Regions from separate parts of the Anas platyrhynchos genome. Here region 2 is linked to region 1. A link is a contact called in public Hi-C data. All regions are on one chromosome and are shown on one strand. The core of a region is the stretch at or near the end of the contact, and the rest is flanking DNA. Distances in the headings are between cores, read along the strand shown. Region 1 overlaps TCF7L2 (transcription factor 7 like 2). Region 2 overlaps TCF7L2 (transcription factor 7 like 2).

What was found. Hi-C and Micro-C count contacts between places; a contact is called where the count stands out from the background.
Region 2: a contact with region 1 is called in a Hi-C map of liver, with 2.0 times the contacts expected there. The contact joins two enhancer-like sites. A contact is called at or near these places in 2 of 8 Hi-C or Micro-C datasets (F5 follicle and liver).

Annotation. Positions count from the first base shown.
Region 1 is chr6:32,176,102-32,183,675 of IASCAAS_PekinDuck_T2T, reverse strand. The region is part of intron 3 of TCF7L2 (transcription factor 7 like 2); the gene reads right to left. Among named protein-coding and RNA genes, the nearest start is that of TCF7L2, 30 kb to the right of the region's middle. Within about 2 kb of position 4,410, at least 2 of the 8 cell types and tissues checked have an H3K27ac peak or open chromatin away from gene starts, as enhancers often do. A contact at or near this core is called in F5 follicle, where this site is marked.
Region 2 is chr6:32,236,314-32,243,887 of IASCAAS_PekinDuck_T2T, reverse strand. All of the region lies in intron 3 of TCF7L2 (transcription factor 7 like 2), which reads right to left. Among named protein-coding and RNA genes, the nearest start is that of TCF7L2, 90 kb to the right of the region's middle. Within about 2 kb of position 4,432, at least 4 of the 8 cell types and tissues checked have an H3K27ac peak or open chromatin away from gene starts, as enhancers often do. A contact at or near this core is called in F5 follicle, where this site is marked.

The DNA of each region.
Region 1 (7,574 bases), core at 3,161-5,660:
ATCTTTTCAAATTACAGGAAGGGGACACGGCAAGGTCTGCTGATAAGTCACAATGCCTTTTTGTATTCCTGGAGCTAACAGTGCTGTGCAGAAACACCAAGCTGATGCTACCTGTTATCAAATACATCCGAATACATTTTTCCTGGGTGAGAATATAACTGAATAGAGTGCAAGACCTTTCTAGTGACTACTGACCAGCTTTGTTCAGGGAAGATCAATGTCTCTTGGACCAGAACCTATGTAATGACACGTGTCTGGTCACAGTGCTGCTCCACAGAAGTCACAGGTGAGGGAGAAGAGACTCCAAATGCCTTAAGATACTTTTGGAGACTACCCAGGAATAACAGAGGTGGCCTCGTATGCAAGCTTGTACTACGCAGTTTTATCCAGGAAAACAAGTACATACAAGTAAACAGCATTGCCTCACACATGTCCCAGAGGCACTGCATACATAGGAGGACTTGGTTAAGCTCTCAGTGCTCTAACAGAGCCCAGCTGTGTGGTGGCCTCAGATCTCCCACCCCACTGCCCTGCAGCTCACAGAAGCAAGAGACACCACCACGCGGGCATGGCCACACGCCAGCCTGGTCCTCAGAGGTGGTCCCACCTCAGCCAGCTACGAACTGCTATGCAATGAACAGGAGCAAGAGCCTGTGGTCAGCTCGTCATCTTTAACATCTAGATCTCTGCATACAAGCTCCTTTCAGCAGCTCAGCCAACTCACTCAACCTCTCCACATCTCACTTTGCCCACCCGTGAAACACAACCAGCACTACCCAAAGCTGTGCCCTCATGGAGGATGGAAAACTCTTTATCAGATAAACCTGGGCAGACTCCCCTGGCTCCCCATGCTCCCTGCTTAATTTTTCTTAGTTTAATCAAGATTTAAGTTTCATCCAGCTCCAACAGTTGACTTAAAAATCTCAGCTCAATTTTTAAACAGCAAGCGTGAAGTATCAAGGGGGGAAGGAGAAGGATGGCTGAGGCAGATACAATACATAACTTGGCTCCTTTCGCTGTTTTGTGTAACTTCCTGCATAACTGAAGTAAGATCCAGCAAACACTCAGAGGGAAAGTGATAAATAACCACTAGAGTAGGAAACAGAGAGATGCCTTCACATACCTCACCCTCTTATTTTTCTCCATCTGTCCACAAAATTTTCCCTCTGACCATCCCATACGTGGACATGCATCTACCTCCGAGCAAACCAACAACTTGCAGGACAGCTGTAGGACTACACAGTTGGTGTCTCCTCCACAGTAACAGTACACAGAAAAATATTTAGCAAAGCTGAAACCTTGGGATAAGTTCATAAAGCCATCAGGCCCTGAACTAATCAGGGACCACTTCTATCTTCAGTTAGGAATTACACAACGTTAGTTCCAGCCCAGAGTTAGCTGGAAACTTTTTGATTCAAAAACTTGTTTCCTTGAGATTCTGGGGCTCACAGGAAAGAACAAGTTCACCACCTTCTTGGGCAGGGGAGGAAAGACATGCCCATACAGAGGTATTTCACATCATTTCTAGAGAATCTGATCTTAAAGCACAGATACATGTTATAAGTAGGAAGACCTTTCTAACTGCTCAGGGAAGCAATGTGAAAGAAAATACATATATATATATATATAAAGGAATAAAAGGAATTTAAGGAATAAACTACTTCAAAGTTTTAGTTGGTTTTGGTTTAATTAACCTAAGTAACAAGACTGCTACTGTTGCCTTTGTATGAACAGTATTTGTTCATGAAATTCTATTTACACAACTATTTATAAAAAATAATAAGTGAGGGTTTAGAGGCAGGTTTATAACTATGCTTAAGTCTGCAATCCAGAGCAACTACCAACATTATCCTAGACTTACAGATCACAAAAATTGCTATTCCTTCACACCGCACCATCACATGTTTGAGACTGCTGCATTATGCAGATTGGCACAGGCAGTTTGTTGTGCAAGACGGGTTACAAAAAAAGTTTGATGCAAACTTTATACCCTTTTATTTGTATAAGAGCAGTGCCCAAAGGCACCAACAGAGAACAGAGTCCTTTTGTGCTAGGTACTGTACAAACAAGAGAGTGAGAAAGACTGACCCTGCCCAAAAAAACAGATGGGAGGGAAAAAGAGAGGCACAGAAAAGGGAAAAGATTTAAATGAGAGACCTGTGAATTGCAGTATAGGTGTCTAAGCTAAGTAACGCATTGCCTCTCTGAGCGGGTAACACATGGGGAAGTCGGTAACACAGAACAAGTTTCCTCAATCTCCTCCCCAAAGAGTAATCTAGGTTCCAGCTACAGCAAGCATCCCTGAGGAAGCAGCAGAGGAACTTCCTACAGCGTAGCAGAGAACGTCTACATACCAAGCACCGAGCCATCTCAAGTCTGGTCACTACGAAGTGACGAAGGAAACAAATGAGCTGAATTTGCTCCGCTGGAACACTGGGACACTCCCCTTGCCAGGGGAATAAAACTCCTGTTTCTAGTAGGGGAGGCTGAGGCATCAGGTTTCAGAAGCCATGGCACTTATAGCCACAGGAAAAGCTGCCAGCAGCTGAGACATAAAAATTGCTCGTCTCGGGCTTGTGGTCAGAGTTAACATTTGGGGGGTATTTCCACGGACAAACAGATAAAGAGGGAATGCTTTCCTGGCAGATTTATTAATCCGTAAATGCTGGCTGAAGACACTGGGCTGTTTGGGGCGGTGGAGTCTCGGAGAGATGGATTAGCAGAAGTGTAGATGAGGTGGCCGTGGGTGCATAATGCTAATTAAATATAGTCTGCAATTTATAAAATGGGTTTGTATATATAAAACTACGTTTCTCACCACTAATCACAAAAGATCAAGTAAAATCACCTTCTACAGCACACGGGGGGTTATACACTTATTAATTGGAACGAACCATCAGAAGGTGTTTACTGTGCCTATAAACCATACTCTCGCTCTAATGAAAGCAATGCTACATCACCAACAGACCATGTTCCCAAGGCCCACAGAGCGTGGCGAGCTGTAAAACGAAAATAAAGTCTTCAAGTACAGGAGAATTCCTTGCAAACAAAAGAAACAGACGCGCAGTGAAGTAGTATAAAACTGGCAACAGATTTCCTCCTCTTGCTGCCACTAATTTCATGCCTATCAATAAGATGAATAATTCCACAGCTCGTTTTCTGTGTAGTCTTTTGTTTTCCTACCCCATGGAGATAAATTATGTCTTCGTATGCCCTCCACCACCCAACCCGTGTCAACTATACATGGGCCACCTTGATCACTCCAGCATGTTCTCAGGAAATCACATTGCCCTTCTGGAATCGTCTGTGCTTTGCTAGGGGCAATTCATGTGCACTAGATAAAAGCCTCTCCTACTTTTCAGGAAGATATCAATCAGAAGACAAAGCCTTCTAAGAAGGTGTTTATGGTCACATCACACGTTAAACCAGTCAGCATTATTAGTTCTTCAATAATGAGTTGATAGCTTTAGTCCTCTTTACAGTATCATCATGGAGAGTCTGATGAAATTGGAGAGCTGTACAGTAAAACATTGTCCTTCAACGGCTGGTCTACCAGTGGCTGCAATCCTGCACAGTATATGAAGGTGACGGAGGGAAATAGTGAATGAATCGAGTAGGTTAGATCCAGTTTTTGGTTTCTTTTGGGTGCAAAAATCTTTCCCTACTGACTCTAAGGTTATTGATGGGGACAAACAGAGTTGTCATTTCTCAATTTTATCACAGGGCTGATAGTACTTCGTGTTTCGTACACAAGTTCTGGGGTGCATGATGCTAGGGAAAAAAACATTAGTTTTCACCTTCAGGAAGAGGTTTCCACTGCTTTCAAACACACAAAGATTTTGATGCTTTGCAAATTTAAAAAGCAGTAGTTCTTCACTTCCCCTCATTCACCAATTTTCAGTTGGGAAATTCAAGGGTCACGATATTTTTTTTTCCTTCAGTATGTATTGTGTATAGGCAATAGGAAGCAAAAGCATTACTAGAAGTAAGTAAAATCCAAAGAGTTTCTTGTATTAAAAGTTTAATAATTATTATTTAAAAAAAAAAAAAAAGAAAGTCATAATTACATCCCAACTCAGTGAAATAATTCACATACACAGGATTCTGAGAAAAAAAAAAAAAAAAAAAAAAAGCTTCACCAGTTTCAAGCTACTCAACAGACTAAGTCAGACGTATCTTTCCTGAAGGGGAGATGTTCAGTCTCCATCCAGTTCATGTGGTGGTCAAGGGGAGCTATTTTACCCTACAGTAATTCTCAAGCAGTTTTTCTTATCTCGCCTAAAGATCTAACGAGCAGTGGGACTTGCAAAGAGCAAAGTTAACAACTCTAGAAGCTACTCTGAAGGTTGCTGATAAAAACCACAAAACCAAGAACTCAATTGGAAAGTAGGCTAAAGAGCACAAACTCTGAGATAAAAAGCCACTCTCGCTGTAAATAACAATGATAACAGAACCACTAAAGCAGAAATCAAAACCCTACGTACTTTGCATGTGGTTTTTGACTGCAAACCGATTCATTTGGTTCCCCTCAATTCACACACCAATGCAACCAATATTTTGCATATTGATCAAAAGGAAAACCATAACATAACACAGACCTCAGTCACTGCATCTAACCACAGATTAGTGTTAAAAAAAAAAAAAAAAAGAAAACAATACTTGTAAGGCACCTTTAAATATGACGAATGCAAAAAGTTGTCTTAAATACACACAACCTAGCTTGAACTTTTTCAAATAAATCAACCAACGAGCTTACCCTATCAGCATTGCTCACACTGCATGCTTAGAACATGTTTTTCTTTTCCATTTTAAAATACACCATTTAGAACAAAAGTCAGAAGATGGGAAAACACTAGATATGAAAAGCAGATGAACACTGATACTGTTGTTGGAACTATTCGCTAGTCTATTCCTTCACATGTTGTGTGGTTAGGGTTTTGTTTTTTTCTTTTGCATTTCTACTTGTTTGTTCCTTGATAGTAGGAAAAAAAAAAGAAAGAAAATAAAAGAAAGAAAAACACTACAGCATCACACAGACTTTGAAGTTCACACATTACTGAGGTAAAATTCACAGCCCTGTTGCTGAGATTTCATTAGACACAGCTCTACAAATGCTAAATTGGTAGAATAATAGTTCATCACCTTTAAAAATAGGCATATTATATTGTTATAAAAATGGGACTCAAACATCTTAAAATTATCACAGGTTTGGCCAACACAAAAAAAATCTGCAATCTGCTCCAAAATAATGCTTAGAAATGATAAAATCTGCTTGAATTCAAAGACCAATCTTGAGGACAAAAATACAGGTATTGTGCCTGAGCACAGTCTCTTATAGGACTGAAAGTCCTTGGCAGTACATATGGCTCAATACTTATATTCATTTTCTTGTAATTTCAAAAATATTAATTTCATTCTTGTAATTTCAAAATACTCATTTTCTTGGTTTTTTTTTTTGTTTGTTTGTTTGTTTGTTTTTTTTTCCTTTTCCACTGGGAAAAATAAAAATCCCCCATTCCCTCAAAATTGTTTGTAAAGTTCAAAACCATTTCTCCTTCCTCTCTTTACATACAGAAGGAAACAGCAGTGTTTCAACAGAAAGTGACAGTGGGAAATTCTACTATAAGGAGCTGCAGCAGGAAAGGTAGCACAGAAACAAATCCCCTTTACTAAAACTGCATTTTAAAAATCCAACATATCCAACAGAGTATATCCCTACTGACTTTGACTAGGATTTTCCATGAGATGGCTAAAATCAATACAATTTTTGCTCAAACTCTAAGTGGAAAAAATAAAATAAAATGTGCATGTGGTCAGGAAGAAACAAAGCCTGAAATGTGTCATGCAATCTGGCTTGGCTATCCCATTCCAAACCCTTCTGAGAACATGAAACCACAATGCTATAATGAAAATTCTTTCATATACATAATTATTGAACACAATCAGCATTGAGGAGAAAAAAAAAAAAAAAAGAGAAGTCCAAATACACAGCTCCCATCCTTAGAAACTGTCAGCCAGCATAATCATTCAGCAGCTTATGCTTTTACATGGGATTTTGTTAGGAAGTTAAAGGGGAAAAGAAAAAAAAACTTCAGTGGAAGGGGATATTTAAAATAAATAAATAAGTAAATAACATACTTCAGAAGTGCTTTTTAATTTCTTTCATTTTATCCAGCTCTTATTTATTCTAACCACACTCCTCCAAAGTCCATTCCACCTCAGGAGAGCCCATTTTCCAAAATATTCCACCTCTGGAATGGTATTAACAAGCACTAACTCCCATTTCATAGATGTCCAAACCGAAGCAGAGACAACCAGCCCCAAGGTCAAGCAGGATTTCTGTAATGCTCAGAAGCCATCTGAACCCGTTGGGTTCAACATCTCCTGCACCCTTCCTCTCTCATTTTAAACAGCCTTGTTTGTGTCTGACACCCTTATCAGCTGAACTGTTTTTCTTAATGGACAGTCACAAGATACACGTTACCTTATTATGATACACACATTTGATACAGTCTGTAGTCTCCAAAATAAGAGCAAATCCTATGTCAGCATCTAGTACCCAGCTGACGACCACCTAATTAAAAGGTCACCACTTCTTGAATGAAGTATAAGCCCAGCGGTCCTTGTAATGCACACACATCAGGACACCAAAAGACCCTTGATTCCTCTTGTTTGCACTTCAAGTTAAAAATATGTATTTTTAATAATTAAATAAAAGTATTAAGCAATTCTAAAGCACAGCAGCTGGCATGCTGGTTTTGCAGACTTAAAAAAGAATGACCCACAAGGGGAAAAAAAAACCACACACACGGAGTGGTGCGCTAGGCAGTCCAGACGCATTCTCAAAGGCAGACATTGTGGGAGATGAAGTTACTAGGCAGGAAAAACAGTTGCTAAGTCTGAATATTTGGTTATTCTCAGAACAGGGATTAGAAGAGGAAGTGTTGACAATGTAAGAGTAGCTACCACGAAGTCCCCGGAGCTTTGGCTGTCCCCGCTGATCCCCAGCGCAGGGGAGGGCCGAGCAGCGGGGCTCGTCCGCAGCGGCTGCGCCAGGAATGGGCTCGTGGGACACGCGGAGCATGCCAGGCGTTGTCGTTTCAATCCTGATTCCTCCGAACTCTCTGGAAGGACCGACATATGCACAGACCCCCTTTTAAGCAATAGCAGTATGCTCGGAGCCACAGCTCCTTTGGCTATTAGTGCTGAGGTGGATGTAAGAAAAGGGATAAACCCCCCCCCCCCTTTGACAGAACACCACATCCACACGACTCGATGGACACATGCATTAGGCCTGAGGCCTTTTAAACAACTCGGAGCATGATCTCTTTGATCCCCTTAAAGCAAGCTTTCTCAACGCAGTCTCGCTGAGACTAAATGGACTTTCTGGACAGGATGGGAACAAGGACTACCTGCCTTCCCAAAAAGGCAGGCAGGCCTCTCTCCATTATGCGGAAATGCTACCCATCCCGAGGCCCAAGCACTGAAAGAAAATTGTTTGAAAAAGATTTTAATAGCTTAGATTTAACAGATTTCAACATGAAATCACGCTTTCCAAAATTAACATGCTTTGA
Region 2 (7,574 bases), core at 3,183-5,682, 60 kb before region 1:
AATTTTCACATCAAACATCATGAACTCCATACTCAGCTCCCAAGGCAACTAATTGCATGGCTCACAGTGGATTTTCCCAAGTTTTTGAGAACACTGCCGGCACTCTTCAATAAAGCCATTTAACATAACAGAAGGTTAAAGTGAGACACAAACACTTGCTTTTTTTTAATTTACACCTTTCATTTACTTCCACAGAAATGTCAGGAAAGGGCTGAGATATTGTGTGATGTACTGTCATGCATGCTTCCTTTTAAGAGCTGGGTTAAAAGACAAGGATTGGATTAAGAGAATGTAATCAAGATCTATACCTTTAACAAATTTTTCGACAGTCGGAAGAGGGTGCATGCTCAAGGGCATTGATCTTAACGTGTCTTCAGAACAAAGAACAAGCGTCCTGTCTTACATATTTACAGACATGAAAACAGGTGGTGGGGAGAATCTGCAAATGTAATGACTTCAGATGATCTTTTTCAAAAATCAGGTAGAACCGGCCTACACCGCAAGGATCAGGCTAGTAAAAGACTGCCTGGGCACATTGCACCAAGCACTACAAACCTTCCCAGCATGAGAAACTATTAGCTTTTATTGCATTATATTTATGCGGTTGTAATCATTTTTTTGATGAATGCCCTTCACGAGCCACTAGGCTACAAAAGAGGCCTTTGTAAAGTAGGCCTAACACCGTGGTGCGGGGAGAGGAGAAGGCAGCATAGGATGCGCTTGGCGTTGCTTGATTAATGATTTGGCATCGCTTTGTAGGTCGCGTTTGCAGCCGGCAGGGTGATATGTACATCCAAATTCAGCGAGCTATTCAAGCACATGAGCAGTCCCACAGATCTCACATGAGGAACACAGTTTAGCACCTTTAGCACCCTGCTGAACCCCAGCCCTAACTGCAGCTCCCTTGGGTGGGGGATCCCGGTGGCACCCCACCCTCCCACGTTGCTGCTGCTCAAACAGAAAGCCACACAGATCCATCTCCTCGCAGGCCAACAGCACGTTCTTCTGCCTTCTTCCCTACGGCATTTCCATAAGGATCATCAAACGCTATACAATAATGATTACCCTCCTGTTCTCCCTTTCCAAAAACCTCCTTAACAAAACTTCCCCACATAAACCCCGTAACTGCTGGAGGAGGGCATCCCGCTCGACATCCTGGAAACCCAGCAAATAACAGAGATGTTAAAACATGCAACAAAGACCCCAGTGGATTCAGAAGAGCCTCTAGCAGTGCTGCCAAGGCCCTGTGTCACTGCAATTTATTTTAATGTGCGAGTGCTGTAATTTACAACCGGGCTAGATTAGTGTGCACAGAGTGGGGAGAACCCACGGCTATTATAAAAATCATATAAATAAGGGTTTTAATTAAAACCATCATGCAATACCCAAAACGATTACTTAAAGGAGTAGGAAGGAGAGGGCTGAGTTTTTCCCTTATATTTTTAAGAACAGTTTTTGAGACGGAGCAGGAAAAACAAGAGAAATGGCAAAGAGGCGTACCACAAAACTCTAAACTGAGCCACACCAGAAATAAATTGTGTGTGGAAAAAAGGAAAGGTTTCCAACAAGATGATGGACGCCTTCTTACTGAAAGGAAAAGTGAAGTTATGACAGTAAAACTCACTCAGGTGCCAGTTTTATCTCCACCTGTAAGGCTGGCTCTCCAGTTTGTGACCACCACGGAGGTACACCAGTGTCCCCCGATGTCCCCTTACCCAAGGGCCTCCCAGGCCCCCTACGTTCCCTGCTGAAATCCTGCCAAATTGAGCTCCACAGGAGAAAATGGGGGAAGCCAAAACTGCGCTGACACTGGTTAGCAGAAAGCAGAAGCGTATCCCAGAGCTGTCCGCAACGTCTCACAAGCAGGAGAAGCAGGTCTAGTGTTTAAATTGCAAAAGTAAGTTTATATTAAATACTATAAACTCATATGGGGAACACATGGGATTAAAGTCGCTGGAGAGCCACTATCCTAGCCCTGACTGCCACCGCCTTTGTAGGCCTTCCTCACAGGAACTGAATTCATACATCCAGAGAGACATGGACAGAGCTGGAGTAGCAAAAATATAGGAAACATAAAGGAAAGGCCACGCTGCAGCACGAGACCCGTGCACACACTCATCATACTGCAGCCAGTGCAAGGAGGCTGAGCTTCACCCGCTTCCCCAGAGGAATGAAGGAAGAGCTGCCAAGGTCACTCGGGGTATGCGGTTGGCTGATGTAAAAATTCACAGCATTTCCTAACCCTTACGGGGAGCGCATGGTCTCCCGGAGCAGATTTGCTGGCTCCTTGCATCACCGCCTTGTCCCCAGACGTAGCGGTGCAGCAGCAAACTTCAGCAGGAGGACAGTGGGGGCTGCAGCAACGCAGACCAGAGCCTTTCGAAGGGTGCGAGCAGACTGCAGCCACTATCTCTGCCTGTGGGTTGCAGTAGAGACAACGCATTCATTCTGCTGTGCCTTGCGAGGGCACTCCCTCTTCCCCCCTACCACTCCCCACAAGACCACTAGCATTTTGAATTAAGTGTTATGTGTAAGTATTTCATTCACCCTTAGAGAGATATGGGCCAAACCAACGTGCATCGCTGTCAAGAATCCTGCTGCCTTAGCCAAACTCAAATCATTTATTTCTGGTGTTGTTACCCAAAGAAATTGCCTATTTAACAGACGAGAACAGCAGTGTAACAGAGACCAGACACTTGGAAATTTAGTACAACATATGAAACTGTGTCTCGCAGAATGGTAATTAAAAAAATGAACATAAAATTGACTTGGCTAAGAACACTGTCATATGGCTAAAATGCACACGCTAAGCATATGTTAGGCATTGTACGGCGTATCCGCACGGGTATCCCAAGGCTTGGTGCTCAGATAGCTTGGATTTAACTGTCTTAGAAATACCACTATCGGAAGGGGGTTTAGAGCCAAAATTAAATGGGAAGCCATTCCTTCCTTCAGTAGGAGAGAATAATCGTACTGGAAGGTCTCAAAACTATTAGGTTCGTCAGAGGGAATACAGTCGCATATTTATTAGTTGAATGCCCCTTAGCACACAGGAGTGTTTGGAATAATCTAAACTCCGTCTTTGGATTGGGAAGAAAGAGCTTATTGTTTGCTGGGGAGGGGGAAGCTCTGGTGGTAGCAGACACCTAAGTAGAGAAGGGGCTGTTGTGCTCTCAGCTACAGGAAAAAAAAAATAAAACATACAAAAGTCTCTCTCCTCAAACAATATGGTGACAAGACAGGGCACAACAATGTCTGAAGCCATCACAATCCATTACACTGGGAGCGCTACTGGCAGTGAGATTAAGTTATATTAATAAAGTATTTAACAGTCTAGACCTGACTTTCTATTACATCTGTCCAAGCACAGCCACTTGCATCTGTGCAAGATGAGCACTTGGCACCGATGGACATAGCTGGTCTCAATAAATAAAGAAAGAGTATCTGCAGATTTAATTGAGCACAGCGAGGGCAAGTTATTTTGTGTGTTATGGTTGGTAGCATTAACGTGAAGTTCTAAAGGCACCTCTGTAAATCACAGGACACATCTCCAGTGACTCTTCCTGCCATTACAAGCTAGGCAGTGGAAGAACAGACAGGCTGGATTTTAAGACTGTACTCCTAGAAAACTACTGCAGTTTGTATGAGAAACCAAGGGCTTATAAATACTGAAAGCCCATGTCCCTCTTCAGAGAGTCAGTGCCTGACAGGGACAGCTACAGGACAGCCCACACCGCTTACTCTCAAGACCCTGATCTTGCCGTCCCTCTCTGAACATTGTCAGGTCACAGCCAAGGTCCAAAATATCATCATCTTCTCTGACGAGGCGACATCCTGGGTGCCTGCAAACAGCCTTACGAACACATTGTGTGTTTGCTCGAGAAAAAACAGCAAGCAATACTGTCATTAAAACCACTCCTGAAAGAGACGCACAGCCCACCTCCTCTAATGCTAATGCTATCGCAGAAGGGATGTCAACCTCAGCTCTCACTGCTTCTTACAAGAGGCAGTCCTGCAGACAGCTTTACCCCCTCTGCAGCTGGGCAGTGCCAACCTGTGGGACTTCAGGCTTGTGGGCAAAGTGCTCAGCTCATGCCAGCTTCCCTTGACTGTAAATATTGTGTCATTGAGAAGCAGTGCCATGGGGAGTTCTGGACACCCTGAAGAGGACAGGCGGATGACAGCCTTTTCAAGCAACATCCCACAAGAGACAGCAGGGACCGAAAGGAAATGAAGTGACCAAAACGGAACTGTTTTAAATGATACTTTATGTTCAACTAAAATTTGCTAAATTGGAAGTGGTTTTAATTACATGCTTTTAAATGCTGACAAAGAAATTGCCAAAGTGTTTTCACAATATGACAAAGATAAGGTTGTCTGGATTGGGACAAACAACTTTTCCTCTCCTCCCCTTTTCCCTAACCTATCTCCCTGCAGCTCCAAGGGAGGACGAAAGGGGAGGAGGAATGCAAGCACAGAGTGCACAGAGTTGGAAGCGACTGCTGTAAGAGCAAAGGCAACAACAGCCATAACAGGAGAAAGTGGAAATGGCTCCGCCAGAAAGGGAAGGAGAGCTCCTAGCATGGGCTGAAATGAATATCCCCTGCAGGAGGACAAAAAAAAGAGGACATCACGCTTCTGAGCACTGGTATGTGATGACAGGGGAAGACACAAGTTTGACATTGACTGCAGATGGACGGAAATTCATGAGCAAAGCATGATGCACACACATTATTTATCCAAATCACAGCCAGGAAGCAAAAGGCATGTTCTGCACCCATGCAATGTATTTTACTTCTTCCCTCGTTCCCACTCAGCTCTTTGGGAAGGCAGAATCAGTACACTGAAATCTTTTTCTTTTTTTTTCTTTTTCTTTTTTAAACTCATTTCATCAGTGGACAGACAATGGAAAAGTTTTCTTTTGTCCCAGCCTGGACACAAAATCTGCATAGATCTAACTCTTCTGGAAAAGGAGCCAGTGAAACACCTAGCAAGAACACAATGCCAGCTAACAAAAGAAAAGCTCAGGGCTGATAAAATCAAGCCTCACATGAGCTCGTTTCAGGTGGCTGCATGAGGGAAGAAACTGCTTCTTCAAACAATGGGCGGCCGACTGCCACCGGCCCGATTTGCACTGACCGCATCCCGGCTGGGGCGGTGAAGTCGCGCTGCGCAACTGGTTGGGTCCAGCCCGAAGAGCATGGCCAAGAAACTGTGGACTGGAGTCAACAACCCCAGTGCCACACCACACCGATTTCCCCAGCTGGTAACAGACAGCAGATAGGGCTGGATGAGACCCAGCAGAGCTGCTGCCTCCAATGTGAATCCTCCCGGCGGGCTTCGGCATGCTCTGTTTTCTGGCAACTGCAGCATCGTGCTTCCACGCTCACTCAGTGTTTTCCAGGATGCATCACTTCCTCCTAGTTTCTTACAATGCCCTGGAAGCTATAAGTTATTGGGAGTTAAAACAGCACACTCTGTCACTGCCCTGAGGAGAAACATGATCTGCCTCAGCACCCTCGGGATCTGCGAAGTAAGGTGGACATTCGGCCACCCAAAGCATCTGTATGGTGAACACTTCAGCAGCCACCAGCCTCAGCATTCAAATGCAGCTCCCCAGAGCAGCCTCCTGCAAATAGCAATTCAATGTGGACACAGAGCAGCTGATTTTTAACCTTTTCCATGTTGCTAATAGAAGGTAGGGGTCCTAAAGGAAGAAAGTCAGTCCACCAACTTATTAGTTCTTGATTATCTTTACCTCCTGAATCGCCAGCTGCTTAGGAACAGGCCACCCACGCTCACAAGTCGGAAGCCCCTGGCCTCACCTTGCCGTTCCCTCCGATGCTGAGCAACAAATGCAAAGGTGAAACGTGACCCTGAACTACAGCCTCAGAGACGTTTGAGCTCTTATGGATGCTCAGCTCAACACGAGGCAGTTTTCCTGTAGGCTGCGTTTAGCAGCTTGCCTTTGTTGCGTTACAGGAGAATAAACCCCACAGTGAGCTCCAAGCTACTTCGGTTGGGCGATCGTAAATTCCAGAGGCCAGATTTTGTTGTCAGTTGCATGAAACATAAAAACAACTATTTCAACAGAATTACTCCACATGCCTGGCCCTTAGTCTTAACCAGTAATAGGGCAGATGCTGGCAAGATAAAGAGGCCATCTATGCTATCATTAATGAAGTTTCAGGTAAAACATGACGCAACATTATTTCAAAATCCTGACATATTGCTACAGGTATTTGGTGCTCTTCCCTTAATTACAATTGCTGGAGAGCATTTTTTTTTTCTCTCCAACGTTTGCTTGCCTGAAACCTAATGACTGTGTTAGAAAGTGTGCATCTGGACGGACTGTTTTTCTTTACTCATCACTGTCATTAGTGTCCAAAACTTACAGAAAGGGGAACAGACTCTTTTTTGGATAGATGGTTGGAGTCAAGACCCTCTCCAAAGAATTACTGGAGAAGTAAGGGGGAATCTCATCTGCTAATCCACCCATTGTACAAACTCAGCCCTCTATTAAACAAAAGTTGCATTAAAGCAATTTACCCACGGCCCCCCTTTCCTTGATTTCTTTGCAGCACTTTCATAAGATAAGCTCCCTCATTACCAATAGAGCCACGGTTGTCAAAGAAGCCAGTTGTTAAACAACACTTCGCAGTGATGCTATTAAAGCTTCCGGATAAAAGCTGCTAACAAGTGCAAAACAACTGCCTGGCATTTCCATCTGAGATGCTTTCCAAAGCTCCCTAGGCCATGCTTCAAGGAGGTCTGCCTATTAGGGGAACACTGCACGGCAAACAGGCTGGAGACACGCTGCCCATGACTTGCCAGCCCCCCAGCTAAGGTACATGTTCCACATCTTCCATGCTGTTTCTGCTTTGTAATAAAGTAGGGAGCTGAGAGCCCACAAGTCACAGTCACGAAGGACATAAAAACACCAAATCCACCGCAATGCTGGTATTTCACACAGACTTACAACAGAGGATGAGCATAAACACCAGGGGCTACAAGATGGGACTGGTACCCCTTGGCCATTTAACACCTACTCTGGAGTTTCACAACTAAAGATACAAAAAAAACAAAAGATAGCTTAAAAAGTTTGTTAGAACTATAACAAGACTTTTTGCCCATGCAAGAGATTTCGTTCTGCTCGGATTGTGTCAGACCAATTACAACAAAGTCTAATTTGGGACATTAAAACAGCGTGATATGGGCCTATTGTTGTTACATTCTCTTGGTAACAAAACTATGTGGTTATGCTATGCAGGGCAATGCTGAAAAATAAATAAATAAATATAAAGCCGCTAGGACACGTGTAGAAAAGAGTTAATTAAATTCAGATTCACAAAAGGAGAAGGAAATAGAAAAGTTGAGCCCCAAAATCTACTGATACATTGGTACCAGTTCAAAGAGGAGTTATCCAATGATCATTTTTCTCAATACTGCAAATACCTAAACTTCAAGAAAACCATTTGCTTACTTGCTTTTTTCCACTTCACTCTAATTTAAAACACCAACTTAGTTAACAAACAATCCTCCCAGAAGGAGAATAATGGTGGGAACTCTTTTAC